5 separate regions of the Mus musculus genome follow, and regions 1, 3, 4 and 5 are each linked to region 2. A link is a contact called in public promoter capture Hi-C data. All regions are on one chromosome and are shown on one strand. Each heading gives the region's core, a stretch centred on a gene start, on an enhancer-like site or on the middle of the called end of the contact. The rest is flanking DNA. Distances are from core to core; before and after follow the strand shown. Region 1 holds the start of Rtel1 (regulator of telomere elongation helicase 1). Region 2 holds the start of Ss18l1 (SS18, nBAF chromatin remodeling complex subunit like 1). Region 3 holds the start of Dnajc5 (DnaJ heat shock protein family (Hsp40) member C5). Region 4 overlaps Gm35582 (a long non-coding RNA gene). Region 5 overlaps Fam217b (family with sequence similarity 217, member B).

Region 1 (5,433 bases), core at 466-2,965, 1.3 Mb after region 2:
GTTTACATCTACCCTATAATTGAGATAGTGTTTTATTCACAGAGGAAAAAAAAAGTAGACAATGTAATAGTGAAAATAGAAAAGGATTTTTTTGTTTTGTTTTGGTTTTTTTCGAGACAGGGTTTCTCTGTATAGTCCTGGCTGTCCTGGAACTCACTTTGTAGACCAGGCTGGCCTCCAACTCAGATATTCTCCTGCCTCTGCCTCCCAAGTGCTGGGATCAAAGGCGTGTGCCACCACCGCCCAGCTAGGATTTTTTTTTTTCAATATGGCAACACTGGGCAGAGGAACAGTGAAGTCCAATTATCTCCCAAATGATCCTTACAGCTCTGATCCTTAGGTTTATTTGGATGATGTGTACATTACTATGCAGCCTTGGGTCCTAACCATCATCTCTAGCTTCAGTCTCTTTGCCACAGTGGTCTGACAAGTTGTCATAACTGCATAAAATCTTCTTCCCTAAGAAGAGTCCCTTCTCTGTCTGGTACCCCTCACTCTTTTCCTTCCTTTCCTGGGGAATTCCAATTTCTGGGGGGTCCATTGTTTAAATGGCCTGATAGTCAAAAGGAAGATCATATGCATCTCTTAGAATATATTCATTCCTTCCAGGATAGTTTCATTATAAGCTGGGCATGCTGCCTCAAAGCAACTACCTATGTGCTGTGAACTAGACTTGTCTTGATGTGAACCCAAGCAGCAGATGAATCAGCTCATGTCTCAGCTTCACTAGTAGCCCAGAAAGTTTTGCCTGGAATTGGTGCCATCCCAGTGTGTGTGGCCTCCTTCATCTTCAAATTCCCAATAAGAGATGAGGGTCTGAAGGAAATCTATAGGTTTGTCAGGGTGTTCTGTAAGTATGATCTCACATGCACAAGTATGGGCATTTCTGTGGGAAACTACCTGGGTATTAAAGAGAAGCTCTGAAACAAGTATCTATTAGTAGTGGAGAGCCAGCCACTGAAATGTCAATTTCTTTCTAATACCTATTGGGATTGCCTGAAATAAACAAACACCTCTGATGTCAGCACCGCCCTGAAGGACTTTGCAGCTCTCTCTTCCCTGGAGCTCCTTGTTGACTGTCAGCTAGTGCTAGGTGCTAGAGATTTAGAGGAACTCACCTGACAGCTAGCAGACACTGATTGGAAAATAAGCTGGACCCTGGGTGAGAGAGGAGGCAGTGAGAACTCTTAATGTGGGGTGGGGGTCTAGGTAAGATGCAGCCATTTGGATTTTATATACTCCAGCTGTGAAAAGATGCCTTTTGTGACTTGAGGTCAGTAACCACAAGAAAGCTTTAGATTTGTTTAGTTGTGCGGACAATGTAAGTGGCCTGGCCAAATGAACTAGTAGATTCCAGAAGATGGAGCTTATAATGCAAAAGTGGGGATGAGTGTCCGGGCGTGCACGCCTTTCATCCCAGCACTTGGAAGAGGCAGGTCAACCTGGTCTACAGAGTGAGCTCTAGGGCAATCAAGGCTACAGAGAGAAAACCTGTTTCGAAACAAACAAGCAAAAAGAGTGGGAGACAAGCGAGACTCTAGACGATATTAAGTGCTTTGGATAGAATACAGAGATGAGGCCAGGTCCACTGCACGAAGCCCCACCCCCCAGCCCCCAGCCCCCTGGCGTCCAGAGGCGAGGGAACCTGCTGACTCAGAAGTCGCGGAACCCGGTTTCCGCCCGGGTGCAAAGTAGCGGACCGGAAGGGAGGAAACGGAAGTGTAGCATTTAGGCGTGGCTACACGGATCTGCCCGCGAAGTTCCAATCAGCGGACTGCGGAGCACGCGGGATCCGTGTCTTTACAGTTGTTTGATACCGGACTTTGAAAGGCAGCCCTACCGAGACAAGTGAGCTGGGAGTCGCTTGACAGTTTTATCTGAGTGGATAGAGGTCATAGATCACGCACTCGCTAGTTCTGAAGTGCCGCGGTGCATTCTGGGTCCCGGGCTCTTGCTGCCAGTGTCTAGCTAGAGGCGCCTCCCTGGGCTAGTTCCAAGACGGCGGATAGATTTTCGCCTGTCAGTAGACTTGGAGGTCTGGAGAAGTTTAGTGACTTGCGGAGGGCTGAACAGATCATGATTCTGTTTTGCTACCTTTGTTTGGTTGGTTTTGGTTTTGCGTGTCAGGATGTCACTGTGTATTCCTGGCTGTCCTGGAACTCGCTCTGCAGACCATGCTGGTCTCGAACTCAGAGATCCATCTGTTTTTTCCTCCTGAGTGCTGGGAACTAAGGCTGGAGCACCACGCCCTGCCTGTTTTACTACTTTATTTGCATTCGGGTGCACACCTGGACCGAATGATGCATGACCCCAATCTTAAGAGCATCAAAGGTTGGAGACATTCCACGCTTTTGTGTTCAGGTCCAGGCCACAAGGGGATGCTCCTAGGTTCTTAGTCACAGACTTTTTGAAGAGTTGCAGGTAGAGTGCTGAAAATGTGCTTGTTTTGATAACTACATTGGGTTTTTGCTTTGCTTTGCTTTTCAGTCTAGGATGGAATTGGGTGAGCCAGGGGATCATCTTTAGATCTCTAAGCTCCTTTTTATTTTTTGAGACAGGGTCTACATAGCCCTGGCTGTCCTGGAACTCCCTGGACATGCTGGCTTCGAACTTAAGAGATACCCCTGCCTCTGCCTCCTGAGAGCTGAGATTAAAGGCGTGTGCCACCATGATAGGCTCTAAGCACCTTTTGATAGGGAAATAACAGATTTTCTGACCCTACAAGGACAGCTTCCTAAAATGATTGGTGTAATGGTCTGTGGCTACAAAGGCTGATTTCTTCTTATCTGTGTTGTAGGGAATTCTTACAGAGGGAAACCTGATGCCACATGCTGCCAACACTTACCTGGAGTGGCTGAAACACTGAGATGATCAGAGGGGTTTGTCTCACAGACCCAGACAGCCTGCATCTTGGCCTACCACCGTGTCTTCCTCAGTATAGGCTGATATGCCCAGGGTAGTCCTGAATGGTGTGACAGTGGATTTTCCTTTCCAGCCCTACCCATGCCAACAGGAATATATGACCAAGGTGCTAGAATGTCTCCAGAAGGTAAAGCTACAAAGCTCAAGACAGTAATTTAGAGAGGGGGCAATGAGGGCATACCTTCAGCAAACCCCTACTGTAGCCCTACCCTCATCCATTCCAGACTGGGTTTGTCTGCATTCTTTGGTTGGAGACTATAACAAGTGAACAAAAGAGATAGTTATAGAGAGGGATAACTTTGAGAATGTATTGCTGTCCTTTCTGAGTAGGTGGTGTTTGTGCTGGGTCTATTTGATAAGGAATGGGCTTAGGAGGCACATTTCTATGCAGAGGAGCAGGAATACCCAGCTTTCACCGTTTGGGGAAAATGTTTTGGAAAGTTTTTTTTTTCTTTTTAGATTTATTTATTGATTGTATGTAAGTACACTGTAGCTGTCTTCAGACACTCCAGAAGAGGGCATCAGATCTTGTTATGGACAGTTGTGGGCCACCATGTGGTTGCTGGGATTTGAATTCACGACCTTCATAAGAGCAGTCGGTGCTCTTAACCGCTGAGCCATCTCTCCAGCCCTTGGAAAGTTTTAAAATGAGACTTTGATTTATTTATTTTATTTTTGAGACAGGATCTAACTTTTAGCCTAGGTGTTCTGGATAAGCCAGGCTAGCTTCAACTCACAGAGATCTGTCTGTCTCTGCCTTCAGCATGCTAGGGCTAAAGGCATGTATTACTGTGGCTGACTTTTGTGTTTGAACCCTGGAAAAAGTCTTTAAATCTTAGGGGTGTGGAGTTTTTAGCTTTCTACTGAGTTTCTTGAGGTTGCCTTTTTGTATTTGAATCACTTTTTCCTCAAATGTCTTCTTCAGGCTTCTATCTGATATCTGGGACAGAAGACATCAAATTCTGTTCAAATATGGTGAATGCCTATATCCAGAATTGTAGAGCAGTTTCCTATTTTGAGACTTAGCACCTGATTAGTCATCTGACTATATTAGGCTGAAATTTTCTGTCATATTTGGAGAAATGCTCTGAAATTATTTTGCTAATGAGGGCGGTTTTTGTTTTTCTGAGATGGTTTCTTTACTTAGCCCTGGCTGTTCTACAACTTACTATGTAGACCAGCCTGGCCTCAAACTCACAGATATCTGTTTGCCTCTGTGTACCACTATAGTTTGCTAATGAGGACATCTTAACTTACAGCTTTTAGTGGAAAATGTCATGAACTAATTTGTGTCCTCTGGGTGTGAGCTGTGCATCTCAGAGTCATCTGACTTCTCTCCACACCCCCTGCTTTTCCCTTTATTGTGCCTGACACCAATTAGAAAGTGAATGGCATCCTGGAGAGCCCCACAGGCACTGGGAAGACGCTGTGCCTCCTCTGTTCCACCTTGGCCTGGCAACAACATCTCCGAGATGCAGTTTCTTCCCTAAAGATTGCTGAGAGAGTTCAAGGGGAACTCTTTGCCAGTCGGACCTTGTCATCCTGGGGGAGTGCTGCTGCCGCCAGCGGAGACTCAATAGGTGACTCCTCTCTCCCCACCCTCACCCCATCTCTCCTGGCCTCTTGTGCGGATGGGAGCGAAGGGAAAGAGCCTGTGACAGGGCCAGTTCATCCAGGCTTCCTCTGTTCTTGGAGCAGAATTTAAGTAGAATTTTGTATCATCTATATTCCTCACCATTTTGGGTATATACCTGGGGTCAGAGTCAGGTTTGTAGATGTCTACAGGACTGAATTAGCTCAGTGCTGCTGCATGTACAAATACACCTGAGAATATGCCTCACAGTTGCTGCCTTTCCTTATGCTTGTGCAGAGTGCTACACAGATATCCCAAAGATCATCTATGCTTCTAGAACGCACTCCCAGCTAACTCAGGTCATCCGTGAGCTTCGGAATACCGCCTACCGGTATGTCGGCATATTCATTACTTGAAGAGTATCTGGATAGTGACCTTGGTTTGGAGCTAGACCAGCACCAGCTGAGTGTATATGTCTATATGTGGGGGGTGAAGACTGGTTGGCTTTGACTACTGTGAGAAAGCAGCTTTGATCTTTGAACTTATGGCTGACCTTGAACCCTGGGCTTCTTGCAGAACTGTCATGCCTGTGGTTAAGGTCAGCTCTGGCTTCTCAAGACAGCTTTGCTCATGTCTTAATATCTCGGTAGGGCTCCCATATAGCAGAATTTGGACAGTAGGTTGCTCTGTCCAGGTTTTTTTGTCTTACCTACCACATTCTAGACTTTTTATTTCCTTTGTTCCCTACGTTTTTTGTGCTTCCATTTGTTTCCAGATAGCTCCTGCTGCTAGGGCACACTGTAACCTGCTTGTTCTGAGGCAGCTCCTCCTTTACGTCTTCCATTCTTTCTTTTGTCAGGCCCAAGGTATGTGTGCTGGGCTCCCGGGAGCAGCTGTGTATTCATCCTGAAGTGAAGAAGCAGGAGAGTAATCACATG
Region 2 (5,196 bases), core at 1,935-4,434:
ATCCCCTCCAACCTGTCACCAATGCTCTGCTTGCCACCCTGGTTCAACTTATACCTGCAAAGGCCATACAGACGTTATCGTCCAAGGCGCAGATTTTTCGTACTGTTCTTTCATCTTGTAGCTTGGCCACTGATTTTTTTTCCACACCAAGAACAACAATGTCCTTTCCTCGAACACCAACCTTAAATGAAAATACATGTCACTTTTAAGAATCGTATGAGGACAGCTATTATTTTCTGACACAGCAGAATGGAGTGGGTTAGGCACATACAGATAGGCTTGGTGCAGGAGCCCTGCAGAAAAGTAAATCCACCCATATCTGGTCTACCGCTTGACAAACTGTACCACAATGAGGATCCAGATCCGCTCCTGAGGACCAGGACAAGTTATCAGGACCTGAATGCCAATTTCATGCCCTCAAAGCACTGAGGCGGTTACAACTGTATCACTGAGACCCTGAGTAGAAGCCTGAGGTGACTAAACCCCAGGCCACAATCCTGCCTGTTCACACTGCATGCACATAGTACTGGCAGGACCCGGTATGCTACAAAGTGAAGCACAATCCACTGTTTAAGACACCCCCACCCCCCTGCCCATGGCTGCGATTGTAGAAGGGAGGACGTGGTCCCTGTATAGACAGGGGAAAATGGGCCAGGGGATGTGGAATGGCATTTGCCCAGCACCAAAATCAAAATCAAACCAAAAAATTTTGTAGGCTATTTGGTCATACTGTTGATGGTGTTGTTTACTAAAAGACAAAACATTTTTTTAGCTGTGGTTCAGCCTCAGCTCACACCTTTAGCCCAAGGACTTTCTGCTTGAATATTGTAAACGAGATTAAATAAAGTCAAGAGGCAGGACATGCAACCAGCTGGCCAGAAGTGAAGATTATTTAAAAACAAAAACAAAAACCATAGAGTAAGAAGAAATCATGAGGATGGATAGAGACAAAGGAAGCAGAAAGGAGGGACATTCAGTTTGAAGGTTTTTTGAGTCAGCATGAGAAGGGGCAGGATTCCTGGTGGGACACTGACTGAGGAAGGTCAGCTGGGCTCTTCTCTGCCTCTAGGAGCCAGTAGGCTTTCACTCCAGTATCTGGTTCCTGAGTCTTCATTGGTAAAATCCAGCGATTGAAATTTTGTTAAAACAACAACAAAACCCCACAATAAACCCAGGAAACCTCACTTAACCCTTCAATCAAGAGAGGAACAGAAACAAATGTAGCAATCCCGGAAAGGGTGGTTGGGTAGAGGGCACCGCCCCTTGCCAGCTCCCTCTGATGTGGAACAGGATTCCCGGGCCCAGACCTCCAGATACCAGGAACCTCCCACAAGGCTCACCAAGGGCCTGGAGTGATTTCACACGTTCCTTCTGTGTTGATTCCTGTGACCTACAGGATCCAAAGCTAGCTGGATGCAGCAGGCAGCTGCCAGTTGGGAGCACTGGAGACAGGCACCCCAGATTCTAGAACATTCCTACTGAATGCGTGGAGCCCAGAGGTCTATACACTGGTGTCTTCCTCAACCCTTCTCCAACGTCAAAAGCAGTTTTACTTTTAAGTATGTTGTGTCTGTGCCTCTGAGTACAGCTGCCCATGGAGGCCAGAGGTGCTGGAGCCCTTGGAGCTTAAGTGTAAGGCAGTTTTGATCCTTAGAATCTGGGTGCTGGAAACTAAATTCAGTACTCTTCAAGAACAGATCTGCACCCTTCAACTGCCAAATCATCTCTCCAGCCCTCCAACTTGTTTTTTGAGATAGGGTCTCACACTGAACCTGAAGCTCACAGATTCTGCTACACTTACTGATCAGCAAGCCCAGTGTATCCTCCTGCCTCTGCCTCCCAGACTGGGATTCCAGGCATGTCACCAGGTGCAGTGCAGGGAGCCACCTCACTGGCCTCACAGGTTTTTCTTTTGTTAGACGGTTTCTCACTAGCTGTATCTCTTGGGTTTGGAGTGATGGCTCAGCGGCTGCTCTTCCACAGGACCCCAGGTTCAATTCCCAGCACCCATATGGCAACTCTAGTTCCAGGGAATCTGACACTCTCACACAGATATATACATATAGACAAACGGCCAAACGCACATAAAAATAACTTTTAAAATAATAAATTAATAATGCACACACACAACCACAAAGAGTCTTTATAGTTTTAGAAGTCTTTAGGGTCTCTAGATTTAGAAGCCCAGGCTGGCTTTGTACTTGTGAGATTTTTCGAGCCTCAACCTTCTAAATGCCAGGATTATACAGGCCTGCACTTCCAAGCCCTGTCATTCCAGAGTTCTTGGGTGGATTGGGTCACCAAAAGCTTTGGGGTTTTAGTTTCAAGGAGATAAAATACCTGGGAAATGTAAGCGTTTCAAGACTCGGAACCACGTGTGTTCCGGAAGATCCGGTGACTCGGGAAAAACAAAAACCAAAACTAAAACTGTCTCACTGCTGGCGCTTACAGGTGTGGGGAGTCCTTTTCCAAACAGTGCTAAGGACTGAACAAAACTGGGGCGCGGTGAGAAGGGCCCACCGGAACCAGAACACGGCGTCGGTGGCGCATGCGGACCCGGAAGCAGCCTGTCACCATCGCAGGGCCGACGAATCGCCCTTTGTTCACAACGCCCACCTGGGCCTAGCTCGCAGATCCCCAAGTCCCCGCCGGCGCCGGCTACAGCCAGCCTCCCGCCGCCCGCGCGCACCTGCGGCCTCCGCCGTCCGCGCCGCGCGCACAGCACCAAGATGGCCCCGGCCCAGCCCCGGGGATGCGCTCGCCTAGATGCTCCGCAGTGGGGAAGCCAGAAAAAATCGCCCGGCTCTCCGGGAAGCGCGGCGCGGTCCCCGCGACCTGGTGCCCTTCCTACGTCGTCACCATTCAGCTCCCGTCACCTCCTGGTCCACCCGCCGCCAGCAGATAGCGCGGCCCCCGCGCCCAGGTCTGCGTGCCCCGCTTCCTTTTGCACCCCGTCGCTCAGGCCCCGGGCCGGCTCACCGCGGTGGAGCCCTTTTTGACCGCCTCCTGCGCGTACTCCACTTGGAAGAGGTGGCCGTCGGGCGAGAAGACGGTGATGGCGCGGTCGTAGCTCATCACTGCGGACGCACTAGCTCGGGCCGCCGCCGCTCAAAAGCGCACACTCACCGTCAGCGCCCCGCCCTCCCGGGCCACGCTGCTGGCGTCTGGCGTCAGGGGGACGTGCGGCACGGCGGGGCGGGGCAGGGCGGGCGGAACCACCGAAGCTCAGCACAGGGGGCGGTGTACCGGCTACCGGCTGGACGAAGAGCGCAGGCCGGGTGCAGGGGGCCTCCGCGCGGTATCCTGACCTGGGAGGCAGTCGCGTAAGGCGTGGGGACGCGGGGGACTCGAGCGCGCATTGGCGACAGGCAGGCGGGCGAGCCCACGGCACCGCGCCCCCCGTGTCCCCGCCCCCGCTCTGCGGAGAATGGGCACCTCGGGCCGCGGGGCGCAGCCGGAGAATAAACCCCAATGATCACGGGCTGAGTCCGCGCCACCACCATGTCCGTGGCCTTCGCGTCGGCGCGGCCGAGAGGCAAAGGGGAGGTCACTCAGCAGACCATCCAGAAGGTGGGCATGGCCGAGGGGGTACAGAGTGCGGGTGGGCGCGGGGCACGAACAAAGCCGGGGCACAGCCCGCCGCACGGAGCCCTGACGGCGGCTCCCCGCGCCCCCAGGAAAGCCTGCGCCAACTTTGCTGGAGGCACTGGCAGCGGGGGCCCGGCGGCCGCAGGGGGTGGGGACCCCGGAGCGCGTTGCGCGTTCTTCTCCCAGAGCGCCCCAGGCAGCAGACGCAACAGAGCGAGACGCCAGGGCCCGCGGCCCCTCCAGCCGGGGCGGGGGCTTGTCGCGCTCTGCTGACAGCCGTGGTAGCGACGGTCGCGCGCCTTTGCGCGATGCTTGGCGAGTGGAGAAGGGGGAGCAGGCAGCCTGGAGGCGCGCCGCTGCGGCGAGCTGGCCGCTCTTGTGAGGTACTGCGGTGCCCTGCACAAAGGAACGCATCCAAAGTGTGCGTGCCATTTCCAGAGCCCGCACCGCTGTCCAGAGCTTGCTGCACGCGGCGGACTTGAGGCTAGCGCAGCCCCGCCCCCGCTCGGGCCACTGGGTATCCGCGAGCCTCGCCTTCTGCACCCTGGCTTCAGACACCGCAGGTTTGTCCTGCAGTCTCTCAGTTTCATCCTTTAGTTTGGGCCAGTTTCTCAGAGAAGGCGTTTGCGTGGGTGTGTGGACGTCTTTAACAAAAGGAAGCTTTAAGTTTTGGCTTGGACACTTTAGCTTCTTACTGTTTGCCTTCGCGGTTCCAGGCATCTTTCTTACGCGATGGCTTTTCCTAATTCTGGTTCCTTTTACAGAATTCTTGAATTCTTTTGAGCCAGTTAGTTCCCAAAGGAAATTGGCCTCTCTACTCCCTCAGAGGCTTGTGGGGATTTTCTTCGCTTGTCGCCTGTTTCCCAGATCACCCTTGCTATCCTCCTTAGGAACATAATGGTTATCACTGTTGGCAAGTCCTAGTTAGCAGGGGAGATTATTGGAGGAAAGCAGAAATGCAGGTTTTATAGATCTTGCCACATTTAACTTTTTGCAGAAGTGACTTAGTGAAGGAGGCTACAGAGGCTACGTGGTAAAGCTAATAGTAGCCCTTCCGTGTGGCTCCACAGGCTGCTGTCTGTGTGGCCATGAACTAGGAGCCTTGGTTGGTGGAGGGTGGAGTACTCCACACATTGGCAGTCCAGACAGTGCCCAGGCACTCTGGCTGCTGGATCTTAACAGTCACTCTTTCCAGTGCCACTTTTGGCTTCAACATTTTTAGTCAGTAGTCAAACGTGCTCATCAAAGATCCTCAGTTTCTCCAGGCAAAGGTGTATTGGAGGACTACGCCAAACATCAGATCACAAAGAGGAGATGTTGGCTGACCTCAGCTCAGGGCAGAAATTCAGCCTGTGCATCTTTGGAAGTGGGTCTTAAGTTTAGCCTGTCAAGGTCCTTAACCTGGTAGGGCTGGCAATTCACTTCCTGTCTCTGTGAATCCTTTACTGGGGAGTCTGAGAAGGCCTGAGGGGGGATGTGTCATGTACTTAAACCGTGCACTCTGACCTGGCCTGATGATGCGCCACTGCAGTTACATTCTGCAGCATATGTGGCAAGACGGTCTGAGAACAGCCTGAGCTACATGATAAGTTCAAAGGCAGCTCAAGA
Region 3 (5,391 bases), core at 990-3,489, 1.5 Mb after region 2:
CTTGAACTCACAGAGATCTACCTGCCTCTGCCTCCCAAGTGCTGAGAATAAACTGTCTGCTGCCACCCCTTGGCCATTTTCATTATTATAAATGGCATTACTATAGACATCTCAATGCATAAAACTTATGTATTTGGAGACTAAAAAGTATCCTAGATATGGAGGTAATCATTTAAGGTCTGATTCATCTTTGCAAATTCCCAACACAGCTTCATAGCTTCTGTCTTCAGTTGGTTCCAGGTCAATTCCATTATCTCTTCCAACTGTGGAATCGTTTGCTCATGTTCTCACTCTCAAAGGTCATTATATAGCTATATGTCATTATATAGCTCTTACCTTAGATTCAGAACCTTCTGTCTCTGCTAGGATGACAGGCATGCATCTCTATAGCTAGCTTTCCTTCTTCAGTCAATAGATAACCTGGCCTTTCTGCTTATTGGGTTTCTTGTTTTGTTTGTTTGTTTGTTTGTTTTTGGCTACTTGCTTGATGTTGCACAACTTACTAAGTTTCTTGAGCTATCTGCTGACAATCTGGGCCTAGAACATGTGCCAATTCAAATTCAGCCAGCGTGCAAAAAGGTATAAGATGAAGGGAGAAGACACTGTTAGAAAAGATTGGAATTTATTTAATGCGTTATGGGAGGCCTTAAGTATTATCTGCTTTGTTTTTGAAAGCTGACTTGAAGACAGACAGCAATAGTGGCACATATATCTTGTTGGTTAACCAACAGCTGTTTAATTGGACTTTATGCCTGCTCAATAAGAGAGAAATCACGCCTGATCCTGGAAACCTAGGCGACTATCTGGGGCTAGTGAAGTCATGGATCACGTTGCTAAACCAGCATAGTCCCTAATTACATCCTAAATACTCATCCCTACACCTATAGGTTAAGTGTAGTTCTCACTCTTCATCAAGGAAAACATCTTCTCCAGATAGAGATCATTACAGAAATTGAAACTGATCAGAATGCAGATTGGTGGAGCCCAGTCCCCACAGATAGAACTCCACCACAAGTCCTGAACTTAAGGCTCAGAGATCATTGTGGAAGAAGGGGAGGAAAAGCTGCAACAACCAGAGGACCAGACAGTTCGCTCTAAGATTTATCTCCTTAAAATGTCAGAGAAGCTACATCCGTGAAGTAACATAACCAACATGGCTGCCTAACTGACCTGAGCAAGGACAACATCAGCTAAGCATGGTGTAAGGGAGAAAGCGCACAGGGCCTCAATCCTAGCTAACTAAGGAATTCTGAGAGCTGGAGAAATAATCAGTTTTAGGGAAGAACATAGAAATTGGTTTTCCCATAGCAAATGATCAGCCTTGAAAACATATACCTACTTAACATACAGACTGAATAGGCTGTATTTATATATTTAGGAGCTATATCACAACAAAGAAGAGGCTATGAATTTGAAAGGGTGAGTGTGTGTGTGTGTGTGTGTGTGTGAATATGAGAGGTTTGGAGAGAGGCAGGGGAAAAATGATGTAATTATAATCCAAAAAGATTATAAGAAAAAATGGTGGGCAGGCAAGAATGAAAGTAAAGCTGTAGGAACACTGGCCAGGAAGATTGGTAGCTCTGGAATAAAAAAGCACAGCACTTGAAATTGTTTGTTACAGCGTAAGTAGGCAAGGGTCACTAGGTTTATTACTTAGTAAGTGAACAGAGTGAACAAGGATTGTATGAGACAGAGTGGGAAGAAAAGTCCTTAACCGTCCACGCATATCATTGCAGACGATTCCTAAAGGATCGCTAAATAATGGCGGTTGATTTTTCAGTGACTGGGAAGAAAGGCAGGAAAGTCTTTTCTGGGTGGTCTCCAGGGATGAACGAAAATGTCAGTCCCAAGGCAGTACCTTGAGACGAAAATGAAGGTCTCCCTCTCTAGTTTTTTGGTAAGTAGTAATAAATTTTTTGAGGCTTATATGAAGCACTGAGCAAACAACTGGAAGAAGAGCAGTTTTACTCGCGGAGTGCCACTTGCCTGCCTTCCAGAGGCGAACCCGCAAGCCTAGGCCTTGCCTCTGCTCCCGGGCTGTAGCTTCCGGCTTAGTAGCTGCAGGCTCCGCCCACCACCTTAACCCTTCCCGGTGATCGTCAACTGGGGCGCAACCTTTCGGGGACCGAGTTCTACCGGAGCTCCGGAGCTTTCGTGCGGCGCTGCCACATTGGCTCCGACTATGGGCGGGGCCTCAGTGTTGGGTTCTAGGCGCTTGCGCAGCCAGCTCTGACCTGCCAGAACACACGTCTTTTTCCGGGGGCGCGCGTGCCAGTGAGTGAGCGTGCGCGTTCTTGCTGCCGCCAGTGTTGCTTCCGCCGTCCTCTGCCGCTGCTACGGCTGTCGCCGCCCGGGATCCTCAGGCCGAGCAGTAGGCCGGCCGGCTGCCCACCACTGCCCCGGGACGGAAAGCGGAGCCGCGGAACCGGTGGACCGGCGGGCGTGCCGACAGGTGAGCTCACTCTCCAGTGGCTCTCAAATTAGGTGGGGCCGCGGGGTTCAAGCTGCCGGAGCCGGGCAAAGGGGAGGGGAAGTGGGGCGAGGGCGCCGCAGCAGGAGGTGAAAGCTGCCCGCAGCGGAAATGGCGGCGACCCTCAGCAGCGGCGGCGAGCCCGGCCCTGGGCACCACTAGGCCCTGCTCGACCTTGCGCACGGCGGGGCGGCGCGGAGACGAGGCTTTCCGGGCCAACTCCGGTTCGCACGCGCGGCCGCCTCCGCGGCTCCCGGAACGCAGAAACTGGTGTGTAGGGAGGCGGGCAGTAAAGGCTCCGAGGCTTGTTCACATTCTGGGACGCAGAAATTGCCTTATAGTTGTAAATTTCAAAGGCATTTGATGTATAAAAAAACCCCTAGTTTATATACCTAGGGACGACATTTTAAGAGGCGATTTTGTGTCGTGCTCTTTGGGGAGAGAATTAGGGACTCATTCGTTTAGGCTCCAACTTGTGTTATATGGCTGGATTAAAGACTTGTTTTTCCTTGTGTCTAGGAGATGATTTCTCCGAATTCATTAAGTGCATCTTCGGAAAAATAATGCAAAAGGTAGCTTTAATTTGTTTTCAGATTGGACTTTGGGGAAATTGGGTCGCCGTTTGTTGGACGCTCAGCTGATCATTCATCCTTTATAGGCAGTGTGTCTCAATTGCTAGTGGTTTGTCTGTTTAAACATCAAAACGCTACTTAATAACACAAAGAATTATATTGTCCCATATATTGTCGTGGTTGCCTAAAGACAAAACTCTAATCGTAGGATAATTTTGTTCATTTATTTGCTTTCTTTAAGGAAAGCGTGATCTGTTAGGTGACATTAAAAGCCAGGACTTTCCGCAGTTTCTAACTTAATATGTGTTACGAATCTGTTACCTGTATCAGTATTTTCATACTTAGGCTGGCCCTGTGTGTGTGGACCGCAAGTGTGGAGCCAGTGGAGCCTCTAAATTCGTTCGGGTTTGGGAACAGGGTACCTGCCCTTGGATTCTTTAAGCACCGTGCCGCACAATCTCTTTGCCCCAGCAGCCTCCTTGCTAGTCTCTTAACCAATTTAAGTGCTCAACCCTTGACATTTTTTTCATGACCACTCTCATGTTCCTGTTATGTGAGATATCCTTCGTTTCTACTCCTCTGTTATTCCACTGTGTACTGCTGTAACTAGTCTACTGTCGAATGTTAGACTCTCTGCTTTACTTTTCCCCTCCTTGCTTAATTGTATACAGCACTTGACTCTTCGTTTACTGTGTTAACATATTTAACATTGTTTTTTAGTTAAGGTTTTGTTTTGTTTAGGATAGTCAGATAGTATGTGCCCAGTAAATACTTACGGAATGAATGGAAATGAGTTTAGTAGCAGCTAGGCTATTACCCTTTCACCAGGAAGCCAATTAGTGAGTAGTGAGCGCTTAAGAATCACCAGGCTTCTGTATCCTCAAGGACAGAGCCACCAACTTTCCCCTGCCCTTTGGGGGTGGGAGGGGGGCAGTCAGTTAAGAGAAAGGGCTTATACTTTCCTGTAAAATCACTTTACAACTTTTGGGGGGTGGGGCAGGAGGAGGATTGGTTTTTCAAGACTAGGTTTCTCTCTGGCTTGCCCTGATACTTGCTCTATGGACAGTGTGCACCATGGCCTTGAACTCAGAGATCCACCTGCCTCTGCCTTCCAAGTACTGGGCCTACAGGGGTGCGATACGATTATCAGCCAGCTCTGTAACTTTCGATTTGTGATTTTTCAGAGCTAAAAGCTTTTAAAAGATATGCTACTGGTTCAGTAAAAAGGCTCTTAGAAATTTTGTCTTTGGTTACTTGTCTCAGGACTTGAGGTGAAGGTGATATGAAGTCTTCCGATTCTTTAGTCATTGTGGAGAAGTTGTTTTTGTGAACAGGATCTTGCTATAGTTCAAGCTAACTTGCAAGTTGTGTTGCTCCTGCTTCAGCCTGGCAAAGGGCTAGAATCATAGACTTTTACTACCACACCCAGCGTAAGATCTAGCAGTTGCTGGTGCCCTTAGCTGGAAGCTCATTATCTAGTGCTATGACAACCCAGTAGAGACTTCTTTGTGACTGAATGACACTATAGTTCTTTGTAATGCCTTTGCCTCATTCCCATCTAGGTTTAGAAGAATAGCTAGATTTCTCTGTATTTTTTTAAAAACTTATGTGTGCATTTTTTAAATGTAGGTGTGTGCTGTCTGCACATACACCCACATGCCAGAAGAGGGCGTTTGATCTTTATAGATGACTGTGAGCCACCTGGTGGTTGCCGGGAATTGAACTCAGAACTTCTAGAAAAGCTGCTAGTGTTCTTCACTGCTGGGCTATCTCAGCGTCCTGATTTCTCTGTATTATCGAGAACAGTTCTGTTAATGTGTAGTTCAGTGCTGGGTGCATGCTGCATGGTTCTACCCACTTTTACCCAAGCGCACATGGGAGAGAGTGATGCTTCTGGGTGTGGTTGTAGACCCACCCTGACAACCTCCTTTGCTGACGATCTAACTTAATGAATCAGACTTAGAGCTTCCAAGGCTTCTGAGCCGGATTTCTTCTGTTTGTTAACCACCTATAGCTTACAGTATCCCATAATCTGCCAGAGTTGTGTCTTTAAAGCCCAGGTGCATGGTGCTCACAGGTACTTGTTGAATGAATAAGATGCAGTGAAACTGAGGCTTATGATAAGGTAGAGTTTTAGAAGTTTGCTTCTGAAAGCAGAGCATGAGGTAAGCATGAGGTGTGGGATTTGAAGTGTGTAATACTGTGAGCAAACTAGCAGCAAATGAAAGCAGTTATTCGTCTCCAATAAAGAAATAAAACTCCCGAAATCATAGGGAAACTGGTTAGGAGCCGTTTGTATGAAAATGAAGCATAAGCATCAATTCTGCATATGAGGACCTCTAGTATTCC
Region 4 (5,430 bases), core at 946-3,445, 1.5 Mb before region 2:
TTTGTCCAACAGCCTTAATGAAGGCTAACACTGAGTTCATCAGAAGACAAGCAGGTAAGCCCCATCCAGGACAATCCAGACACTGTAATTAAATGGACAAACTCGAAGGTCTGCCTGCTATGAGGAGAGAAGTCAGTGCTGTTGAGTCCGACTAGTTAAGTTAGTACTTGTGGCTATTACAGACAGGGCCTCACAGGGCCTCACAACCCTGAAAATGCTCGCCTCTCTGACAGCAGTGGGTTAGGATGCCCTCTTTGGACTCCTGTGTTTCCTGTGACACTGGTAAAAATAAGGAGGCCCCTTGGTCACTGTCTTATTTCCAGGGTGGCTGGGTGGGACCACCTCACCACCAAAGATAGAGTCTACTCTTGTGTTTGCTTGTCAGAGTTGATCTCAGATCAATGACGACGAGTGATCATGAATGTGGCCATCATGCGTGTTTCCTTGTGTTCTACAGACCAACAGTATAGGGAGCGTGCCTGGGTAAGTGCTTATAGGTTTATAGTGTCAGCTTTGGGAGCTGGGGCTTTAAATTGGTATATATATATATATATATATATCTCCAGGAGTGGTGGTACATTCCTCTAATTCAGCACTTGAGAGGTGGAGATAGGTGGGTCTCCAGGAGTTTGAGGCCAGCCTGGTCTCTCTCTCTCTCTCTCTCTCTCTCTCTAACACCACATACACACACACACAGACACACACAATGCACATTCATCCATCTGTCCAGGCAAATCATCCACACACATAATACATAAGTCTTATTTTGTACCTATGTGTGTGTTGTATGAATGCCATGTGTTCTATGGTCATGTACAGCTGAGTGCACGTGTGTGAGGGGTCACAAGTGAGTCCTGAGTGTCTTCCACAACCTCCCTTCACCTTACTGTCTTTTGAGACAGAGTTTCTCACTGAACCTGAGTGTCGCAGTTTCGGCTGCCCCAGGTAGCCATTGAGCAGAGGGATCTGCCTGTCCCCTTTGCTGCCCACCCCTGCCACCCGAGACGGTTCTGGCATTGTAGATAAGCATGCTGTGCCTGGATTTTATTTGGATGCTAGGGATCCAACTCAGGGTCCATGCTTAGGAAGCAAATGCTTTGCACACTGAGCCATTTCCTCGGACCCTGTACTTGAAATGTAGCCCAAACGTGTAACCGTTAGAGGTAACTAGTGTGTGACATTTGTGACTACACATTTGATAACTTCACCTGAGAAGGGAGACATAAACAAAGCTCTACTCAGCCCAGACAGGGCACAGATGGCAGACCAAAGAGCAGATTCCATCAGAGCATGGCTTGGGGAGTGGGTGACTTAGTGATGTAACTTACAAGAACAAATAAGGGTTTACTTACAGGAGTGTGGACTGCTGTAGGTGGCTACACACTGCTGAGGGAAAAGCCCCTCTCCCTCAGCTGAAAGTTTTAGTGTTGGGTAGCCTTTGACTCTCTGAGGGAGGCTTGCCAGCTCAGATACGAAAATCTCATTTAAGTTATATATGTATATTTATTCACACAATTATGCGTATGATAGCATATTTGATAAATAATTAATAGTATGACTCCTTATGACTTTTTCAGACATCCTTCCTATTACTAAGCCTCCTTAGGGAGGGACTTCTTCTGCAGCAGAGAATGTTAGAGGAAGGGCTCAGTGTCCTGAGGGTCTTTTCTGAGTAATCACGGCTTTTCTGATTTCAAGACCTCACTGGCTTTGCCATGCTCTGAGGGTGAAGAGCAGGAGCGGAATCCCTTAAGGTATAACCTATATACACACAGATTAGAGAAGGAATCTATGGAGCTAGAGGGAATACAAGCCAACAATACAGAAGAGCCCAGGACAGCAGCAGGCTGGGCATCCGGGACAGAGAGGCTTCTCTGGGTACAGTTGCCTTCCAGGCTGTGTGTGACCTGCTCTGCAGGCCTATAAACCAGCAGTGTCTGAGTGGAGGCAGCCTGTGTCCCAGCCCCGCTACACGGCAGACCAGTGCTGGAAGTATCAGCAGCTGTAAGGCTAGGATCCTCCTTGGGAGGATCCTGTGCTCTGGGGGAAAGGTCATGAGGCGAAGGGTCACAGGGTTAGCCAGGAAAGTTTTAAATTAGCCGTGGGAACAGGCGAAGCCCAGAGGAGGGAGCAGAGTACAGGAATGTTCTGGCCCTGTTCTTGCCTGACGTCTGTGCTGAGCCTTGCGGCTGAGGCCTGGCTGACAGTGGCTAAAAATACCTGAGCTGGGCCTGGAGATCTCACACAGGAAACTGCTATCCAGAGTGGTGTCCGCAGAGCTGGTGGCATTCGGGGCCTGGTTGGGCAGGACGCCTGAACCTGAACTGGCTCAGGTGCGGTGGGTGCGGTGGAGCTGGCTGGGGTCTCTGATGCACTTGCCTGAGCTGCGTGCTGCTTACCTCTGTCTTCTGAAACCAAACCAAGGGCATGTTCTTCCAGATGACTGTTATGTCACAGGTGACATCTGGGGAACCCAAGAGTGCCAGGGAAGAGTCTCCCTAAAGCTGTGGACACCTGGCTGCTGCCCTGACAAGGCATCTATCTGGTTTCCCACAAAATGAGATCTCAGAACACATCACTCACTGGTCAGAGGTTGGTGCTGTAGAGATGCTTCAGTTTGATTAGAGGGGAGCCATCAGTAAAGTGAGAAGTGAGAGAGAGAGAGAGAGAGAGAGAGAGAGAGAGAGAGAGAGAGAGAGAGTGTGTGTGTGTGTAGGCCAGAGGTTAATCTCAGGTAGCATTTCTCAGAGATCATTCTCTTTATTTTTCTGATACAAGCCCTCTCTCAGGCTTGGAGCTTCCAAGTAGACCAGACTTGCAGCCCACTGAGTCCATGGATTCTCCTGTCTCTACCCCACCAAGTGCTGGGGTTATGATCAAACAGTACCATGTTGGCTTTTTGCACGTGTGCCAGCATGTCTTCCTATGTTGAAGTTGATCTCCCACTATGCCACTCATGCTAGAGAAGAGCCCTGCCACAGGGCCGTGTGTCGGGAAGGCCTGACTTCCTAACAGGGAAAGCTTCAGGCATAAGGATGGGCAGTGCAGAAAACAGGGTCAGGGCCAGGTCACAGGCTATGGGAGCCACAGCCCTGTTGCTTCCCCTGACCTTGCATTCATGAGACCAGGCCCCGTGAGATGACTGATAATGAGGGTTCATTCTCCCCCTTTGGAGCTGTGGTGGTTTAGATGAGAATGGCACCCAGTAGACTTGTATATTTGAAAACTTGGTCCCTGGTCGGTAAAGTTGTTTGGGAAGATCTAAGAGGTGTGACTTGTTAGAGGAGATGTATCCCCAGGAATGGGCTTTGAGGTTTAAAAAGACTGGAGCCATCCCCCAGTCTCAGTCTCTCTTGGCTTCATGTTTGTGGCTCTTGACAATTGTTCCAGAATCATGCCTGTCTGCCTGACACCACACTTCTGCCATGTGGTCATAAATTCATTCTCTGACACTGTAACCTTCAAACTATGGCTGTCTTTTGCTACTTTGTGGGTTCTTTCTTCCACCCTTTCAACCTTTTAACACCAGATAAGATAGAAAAAAGGGTAGAGAAGAAAGAGATCCTTAAATTAGGTCAGGGGTCGAAATGGGGTCGACATTATCATTACACTACTTCCTGCTGATTAGGTGCGTCCAGTTCCTTGGGGCAACTTTGATCTTCACTGTCAGATATCCAATTTCTTCTTGTTGTTGTTTCTTCTTTTTTTGCAGGACTACTTAATAAACTGTGACCAACAGCAACTGAGAACAACCACTTCCAACCACCAACATTTATATTCCTTCTGAAAGATTCCCAGATTCCAAATATCAGGCAATTGCAGAAACTATCTGCAGCTGCCAAAATCACACCCCCTCCAGAGCATGAGGCAAATCATAGCCAGCTGCTGTTATGAAGCAGCCCCCCATATCCCACATCTGTGATTAAAATGAAAACACATTCTTATAATAGGTCTCTGTTTTCTTTTTTTTTAAGAAACCAAAATTCCATATTTCCCACTGCACAACATAAACACTTCCTTCTGTAAGTAGTTGCCTTGGCCTACGCAAAGTAAGCAACCAGGGCTTAACGCCATTTACTCTCAAGTGAATGAACTGAGGAAGTGGCAGAACTAGTCTCTTGGTATAGAGAGGTGTTGACTTGGCTGCTATTTGGGGACAGTGCCCTGGTGACAGGTGATACAGTGACAGCCACTGAAAGGCATGCTTCTCTCCTGAAGGTGATCGTCATCGTCACAGAAGCCTCTCTGAGATGAAGACAAGCTTTGTTTGAGGGAGCTCTTCAACACAGGTGAGCTGATTGGAGACTCCACTATGACGTAGGACCCTGTATTCTTTAGGGAATGCACATGTATGTATAGATGTGAACAGAAGCCTGTTCATGTGTGGATGTATGTACATTTCAAAAGCTGACATTGGGCATCATTCCTTATTCTGTGACACAGGGTCTCTCACTAGGCTCCCAGCCATCACTGACTAGGCTATGGTAGCTCATGAGCATCAGGAATCCTCCTGCTTCTCTCTCCCCAGTGCTGGGACTCCAGATGTACACCACCATGCCTGGCCTTTCATGTGAGTGCCAGTGGTTGAACACAAGTCATCTTGTACAAATATTTTACCAGCTCAGCCATCACCCAACCTCAGACCCTCAACTGCACAGAGATCTGGGGTCAAGGCAACCTGTTTTTTATTTGTTTCCACCATAGGAGAGAAAGTCAAAATAACACACACACACACACACACATACACACACACACACACAGACACACACACACACACACACACACACACACACAATAGCTTCAGAGATTCAGGAGCCGTGTTCACGTTCCATTTACTCTGAGAAATCATTACAGGGCAGAGACGCTGTTAACTAATAATTCAGGCTTGGTAACCTTCACTCAGCCATGATTAAGGAACTTGTGCTGAGTGTCATGGGGCTAGCACGGGGTTTTGAACACTGATAGCAGGATCTGCTTACACCATCCATCTTTCCCTTGCTACAGTGCCCTTAACTAATAATTCCAGGTGGTCAGACTTCAAATGGAGCGTTGGGGCAGGGGATGTGGGAGGGTAGCACCAGGGCAAACTCTTGATGGCTATAAAAATGATTTTTATTGCAAACCGTCTTCAGATGGGTGATGTTCATTTAGTTTTAATGTACAGGCACTATCCTGATGCTTCCAAGGGCATCAAAACTTGTTCCAGGGCAGTTCACACCTGCTGTGCTAGAGACCAGGGCAAGTGTGAGTTTCATGGCTGTATCCCTTCCCATTGCCCTCAGGATGGAAGGCTAGACTCCAAGCCTGGCAGTACCACTGAAGATCACTGTTGGTCTATGCTGCTTGAGCCCCTCCACCCCCACCCCCCTGCAATGATGCCTAATGGAAGTAGTATAGCTCAGATCAACAAACTTTCCCATGGCTTCTTTG
Region 5 (5,125 bases), core at 110-2,609, 1.6 Mb before region 2:
GGATCTCCCAGCCAGCAGCAGAGAAACTCATGGAAACCGTTCCCACGGAAGGAATACAGGAGCAGGCTGCGCTCAGCTCCAGGTATCAGGCTGCCTCTGGAAGCAAGCTGTTCCTTGACTTCCACTCCATGGAGATCATGAAGGGTGCTGATGAGGACAGTGCCAGTGACCTGTCAGACTCAGAAAGAGTGGCCATCCCCCCTTCTCCATTCACGCCTCCAGAGCTCAACCTCAGAGCCGAAGAGATAGACCCGGTTTCCTTCAGTCTTCACCCAGAGCTGAGCCAGGCAGAGTCCAGACAAACCTACCCTGACTTTCTTCCACCTCCTTTTAACTCCTGGGACCTCCGGGATATGGCTGTTGTCATGAACTCAGAGTGCAGGAGTGAGGCCCTGCCTCGGGCCACGGGATTCCTTGGGAAGTACATAGACAGACTTCTTCAACTAGAATGGCTGCAAGTCCAGACTGTGCAGTGTGAGAAGGCCCGAGCCGCCAAGGCCAAGCCCCCTGGTGCCTCTGGGGTGCTGAAAAGCCCTGGACGGGGTAAGCTCCTTACCAGTGCCCTGTCCAAACCCTTACCATCCCCAGAAGGGATTTCAAAGTCAGGCCCTTCTCGAAAGAAAGGTTTTCGCCACGAAGAAGCCCACCCATCCTACTATGCATTTGAGACTTTGCCTAACTCTGTGGATGGGCCTGGCCGACCCAGGCTGTGTTCCCAGAAGCAAGCCCCGGAACTGAGAATGGAGAAGAAGAAGAAATCAAGTAAGGGCCCTAAGCTTCAGCCCCGTGCTCCACCCTGCGCCGAGGGCAACCCTGCAATGGAAGCCAACGGCAACATCCGAATCCCCAGGCAGTCTGCAGTGCTTCTGGACCCAGTGGATTCCCATAGGGCCTCCAGGACACAGGCGCACGTGGACCTGAAGAAAAAGGGAAGTGCAAATACCTGTGGCTATGCCCCTTCATCCAGTGAGAAAAAACTCAAAACAAATGGAGCCAAGCAAAGCACATATAAGTTAAAGTGACCCCTGAGGTAAAGAATTGTAAAGACCTGCAGATGTGTAACAATGGGGGCTGTCTCCAGTGTGGTGATGAGCTTGAACTAACTCAAGCTGGCTCTCGGTTACTCCAGCTTGCCTCAAAAGTTATTTTCCGAGGTCTCGGTAAGGCTTAGTAAGCTGTTCTTTGTATAGGCAGTCTTACAGACAGACTTATAAAGTCTTATAGACAGACTTTGTATAGACAGTCTTAAGCGTTCGAGGGCCCTATAGGTAAAAATTTACCCATGTGTCCGTGATACAAGGGATTCAAGCAACAGTGCCAGGCAGCCAGCACAGCCCAGCTCCAGTGTCTGTCCCTGTCTCTGAAGTGTGGAAGACAGTGTGAGCTGCTTTAAGGGAGAAACCCTAGTGTGTGGAGGAAGAGAGGCCCTGCTGGCTCACCGCCTTTTGCTTTTGCATAAACCCCTCAAGCAGAGTTTCTGTCTGCTGTCCTTCTCTCATCTGTCACCCCATTTCCCGCCCCCCCCCCCAGCTCCCACTCCAGTTAGGGAGCTCATGCAATTCTATTTTGAGGGTCATTTATCTGAAGCAGTTCCTTGCCAGAGGCAAAGGCAGCCGGATCGCCTATCTGATGCATTTTAAAAGGCATTTTAAGACCAGGGGTAGTGCTCTAGCCCAGTTCTGAGTTCTCTTAACTGAAGTCAACATCATTTGTGGATTTTTCCAGACAGAAAGATGACCGGCCCAACCTTTGTTGCTGCTGTCTGATGGGAGCAAAAAAAAAAAAAAAAAAAAAAGAATGCCTTGGCACATTAGACTTTGGGATATCCATGAGCAATTTGTAGGATTACTCAAATATAAGTCGTTGAGTTGCTGACTAGGGACCATACATATCCTCTTGTTCTGGGTCAAAACTAAAGGTCTATGTCTGTTTGTAAGAACAGGTTTTTCTAATTACGCCTGGGGCCAGGGGAAGGAGCAGAGACACATTTGCTTGGGGGGTTGGGGGGTGCAGACAGGCACACATATTTCACACAAACACACATAGGGAGGGAGGGAGAGACTGAGAGAGAGAGGGAGACAGAGAAAGAAAGACTGGATACTATCCTGAGTGTTCTTATCTGGCTGTGGCTTCCTCTCCTCCCATGGTGGGGGGTGGGGGTGGTGGGGGCGGGGGGGGGGGGGATTCCTCAGCTGCATCCCAGACCTCTCTGCCTGGGGTGTTTTCTTCAGTGTGCAGACCTTCCTTGGTTGCTGCTTCACAGACAGTGGTTGTTTATTAAGGACTGTAGTTAGTAGCTTCATCCTTTGTTCTAGGCATGGTGATTCTAGTGTTTTTTGGGTTTTTTTTGTTTGTTTGTTTTTTGTTTTTTCACCTTTGAGACAAAGAACAAAGGTTACATGTTGCAGTTGGAAATAACAATGGCTTCCACAGGGCCCCTGGTGTCTGTGACTGAGATGAGTTTAGTTAAAACCAGCTGCTAAGGTTAAATGTCCAATTATCGCGCTGAACAACACGTGAATTTTTTTTCAGCCCTTTTTCTTTAGGACTTTATTTTCATATTCTTTTTGCACTGTCCCCCCAGAGAAAACCTGTTATTTATTAAATGCAGGTCTTGTGCCTTTTCATGTGACCAAAATCCGTTTATGTTGAAGGCAGTCCACAGATGCAATGTCCACATTTGCCGGAGTATGCACCTTGTGTTGGGAGAACGATACCACCCTGCTCCCTCTTCCCACCTGAGGGAGGCCCTGGGTCCACTTCCCTTCTCCTTGGAGCACAGACTATTTGCAGCATGACTGGAACTTCCCTTATTCTTTCTCTAGGTTTTTATGCGGATCCTTTGGAAGCTTCAGGGCCAGTAAATGTAAGCATGACATCATATACACGTAATACCAGCTCTAGTGCTCACTAGAGTAGCATGCTCACTAGAGCAGCACTGACAGGGTTTCTTTTCTGTTACACACCTGTGTGGGTCCTTTAGACCCTGACAGGCAAGGGTGAAATTCCTTTTCCCTTGCTGGATGTGAGTCTGAGCTAAAACTGTCACAACTAAGGAATGCAAAGACAGTGACTCATGCATTCGTTCCCAGCACACTTAACCGAACTTGGTTCCTGATCTAGGGACTAGAATTCATGTTCTGTGTTTAGACAGCCCTAGAAGCCCAAAGCACGACTTTGTTTACCTCTTTGCCCAGGTTGATTGTCCGAGTTGAGCAGTGTTATTGGATCTGGGTGCTATTGAGCAGCACAGTTTGTTACAGTCACGTTGAGTGTAGTTATTTGAGCACAGCCTTTTCCACGATCCCTAAAAACATACCCCACGTAGGCAAGTAGACAACATTGGGCACTGAACTGTAAACTCAATAAGTTCAAGGCCAAACCAGAGTATCCAGCCTCAGTGACAGAGGGTGCCCTTCTGGGAAGTTCTTCTCACTCAGGGATGGTTAAAAGGCCCTCCCGTTTAAACCAGTCAAACCCAGGAGAAATATAAGGAAAACAGTATTTCAGACTTAATAACATCAATGAGTGGAGAAAAAAAAAATCACAAAAGGTTCTAAGTATTCACTGATGGCTTTGGTCATTTTCCAAATCTCAAAGGGGCTGAAGGTTTGTAACCAACTTGAAGGTCATAGAGTATGTGGCCTGTCACAGCCCTTTGGAGGAGAAGACAGACGCCATGGTCTTCACGCAAAAGGAAGGCCCCTGAACCTGTGAGCTGTTGGGCTTATGTTCTAGAAGACCTAAGGATAACTTCTTAGGTGGCTTATACCTTCTTTATCTTTCTTTCCGTTCATTTCCTTAAACAAGTAGAAATAGGCACTCCTGGAGGTACTGTGTTCGAGGTAACAGCAGTATTTATTGTTTTATTTGTGTACGTGTAGACGGCTGTAGTAAAGTGACCTATAAACACATTCAGCATGTTCATTTGCTGTTGTACTGCTGTGTGTTTGGTTTTATACGTAGAAAAACAAGTCACGTAAGCTTTTGTGAACTTGGACTGTTCCTTCCTGGAGACAAATTAAACAAACGTTACCTGGAACTTTCTGGTTTGATGTGATTTCTCTCGTTTTTAATGCAGTTGTCTTCCCAATTGGTCTTTATTTTCTGGTTATTCTCGAGAGTTGCGGAGGATGGGTTTCCGTCCCCCTGACCTTCATGCTGATGCTGTCCAGGAACAAGTGCTGCCATGCGGATTCACGCGTCAGAGGCATGTGGCTGTGAACTACGTGGTTGTCCTCCTCAAAGATGTTGAGGAGTAGACAGGAGAGGAGCAGGCTGCAGCTCCACTGTGTGTGCTGATCCACTGCGTGTGCCGTGTAGGACTATCCTGCCAGCCAAACTGCTACCATGGCCCTGCATTCAGCTGTGCCCTCTTGCAAAGGATCACCACAACTGGGTTGTTGACTCTTGACTTCCCTTCACAGGAGGATGAAGAGGATCATGGGACCCTCAATGGAGCCACTCCTAACCACATACATGCAATTGTGCTTGGCGTGTATGTGTGTGTGTGTATGTGTGTGTGTGTCGGGGGGTAGGGTAGAGCTTATGGGCTGGGAAGGAGAGGTTATGGGGTCCAACTACATGACCATGGGGGAAGGTTGGTCTGTGCTGGGTTAAGTCTTTCCAATGTGGCTGCTTTAAGACCACTGACACTACTGTGGCAGCCACCACTGTCATGTAAGGAAGCCTAAGAAACTCTGGTTTCACAGAGTAGACTTTGGCCATACCCTATCTTGGTTGATTATTGGGACTTTTGGAGGAGAGTAGATACCGTTCACATCTCCTCCAGGAGGGAATTTTAGCAACACCGTGGTACAATGAGCTCACACCTTAACTCACACATCTAGAAGATAATCAGCTTTTGAGGGCAGTCCGGGTAGAGGCGTGGTCTGCCGTAAGCCTTCCCAAAGATCTTCCTAAAGTTACTTCTGACAGGGAAGCCTCTTAGGACGCCAAATCGTGGTGATGGTGGTGCTGGGTTAGAAATGGTTCTCTGATATTAGCCAAAGTAACCAAATTGGAAGTATAAAATCCAGGCTTCTATTGTGCATGTAGCTGTTGGGAGGGGGTGGGGGGGGGACTAGGGGAAGCCACCAGAAAGTCCCAGATGCCAGAAAAACAA

The links. Promoter capture Hi-C pulls out the DNA fragments that hold promoters and counts their contacts.
Region 1: a contact with region 2 is called in a promoter capture Hi-C map of pre-B cells, with 4 times the contacts expected there. The contact joins the promoter of Rtel1 here to the promoter of Ss18l1 in region 2. A contact is called at or near these places in 2 of 39 promoter capture datasets (pre-B cells and second pharyngeal arch cranial neural crest).
Region 3: a promoter capture Hi-C map of pre-B cells shows a contact between it and region 2, with 5 times the contacts expected there. The contact joins the promoter of Dnajc5 here to the promoter of Ss18l1 in region 2.
Region 4: a promoter capture Hi-C map of cranial neural crest shows a contact between it and region 2. The contact joins the enhancer-like site here to the promoter of Ss18l1 in region 2. A contact is called at or near these places in 5 of 39 promoter capture datasets (the 3T3-L1 cell line, 3T3-L1-derived adipocytes, cranial neural crest and 1 more), 3 of 484 Hi-C or Micro-C datasets (the 3T3-L1 cell line, cortical neurons and palatal mesenchyme) and 2 of 115 datasets of contacts at active chromatin or transcription factors (embryonic forebrain and embryonic hindbrain).
Region 5: a contact with region 2 is called in a promoter capture Hi-C map of trophoblast stem cells, with 4 times the contacts expected there. The contact joins the enhancer-like site here to the promoter of Ss18l1 in region 2. A contact is called at or near these places in 6 of 39 promoter capture datasets (the 3T3-L1 cell line, 3T3-L1-derived adipocytes, cranial neural crest and 2 more), 1 of 484 Hi-C or Micro-C datasets (embryonic fibroblasts), 5 of 115 datasets of contacts at active chromatin or transcription factors (astrocytes, bone marrow-derived dendritic cells, embryonic forebrain and 2 more) and 1 of 9 other capture datasets (adipose tissue).

What each region holds. Positions count from the first base shown.
Region 1 is chr2:181,318,009-181,323,441 of GRCm38.p6, forward strand. It overlaps Rtel1 (regulator of telomere elongation helicase 1), which reads left to right and starts at 1,716. Exons shown (of 34, transcript NM_001001882.3): 1 at 1,716-1,848; 2 at 2,798-3,049; 3 at 4,304-4,502; 4 at 4,793-4,886; 5 at 5,355-5,433. The coding sequence starts at 2,948.
Region 2 is chr2:180,039,299-180,044,494 of GRCm38.p6, forward strand. Ss18l1 (SS18, nBAF chromatin remodeling complex subunit like 1) reads left to right here and starts at 3,185. Exons shown (of 11, transcript NM_178750.5): 1 at 3,185-3,570. The coding sequence starts at 3,502. Psma7 (proteasome subunit alpha 7) reads right to left here and starts at 3,166. Exons shown (of 7, transcript NM_011969.2): 1 at 2,980-3,166; 2 at 55-181. The coding sequence starts at 3,075.
Region 3 is chr2:181,518,246-181,523,636 of GRCm38.p6, forward strand. Dnajc5 (DnaJ heat shock protein family (Hsp40) member C5) reads left to right here and starts at 2,240. Exons shown (of 5, transcript NM_016775.3): 1 at 2,240-2,452.
Region 4 is chr2:178,492,121-178,497,550 of GRCm38.p6, forward strand. It overlaps Gm35582 (a long non-coding RNA gene), which reads right to left. Exons shown (of 3, transcript XR_375415.4): 3 at 5,091-5,430. Among named protein-coding and RNA genes, the nearest start is that of Gm35582, 7.2 kb to the right of the region's middle. Within about 2 kb of position 2,196, at least 23 of the 459 cell types and tissues checked have an H3K27ac peak or open chromatin away from gene starts, as enhancers often do.
Region 5 is chr2:178,420,387-178,425,511 of GRCm38.p6, forward strand. It overlaps Fam217b (family with sequence similarity 217, member B), which reads left to right. Exons shown (of 4, transcript NM_001081289.1): 4 at 1-1,791. The coding sequence ends at 1,022. Among named protein-coding and RNA genes, the nearest start is that of Gm35532, 6.7 kb to the right of the region's middle. Within about 2 kb of position 1,360, at least 18 of the 459 cell types and tissues checked have an H3K27ac peak or open chromatin away from gene starts, as enhancers often do.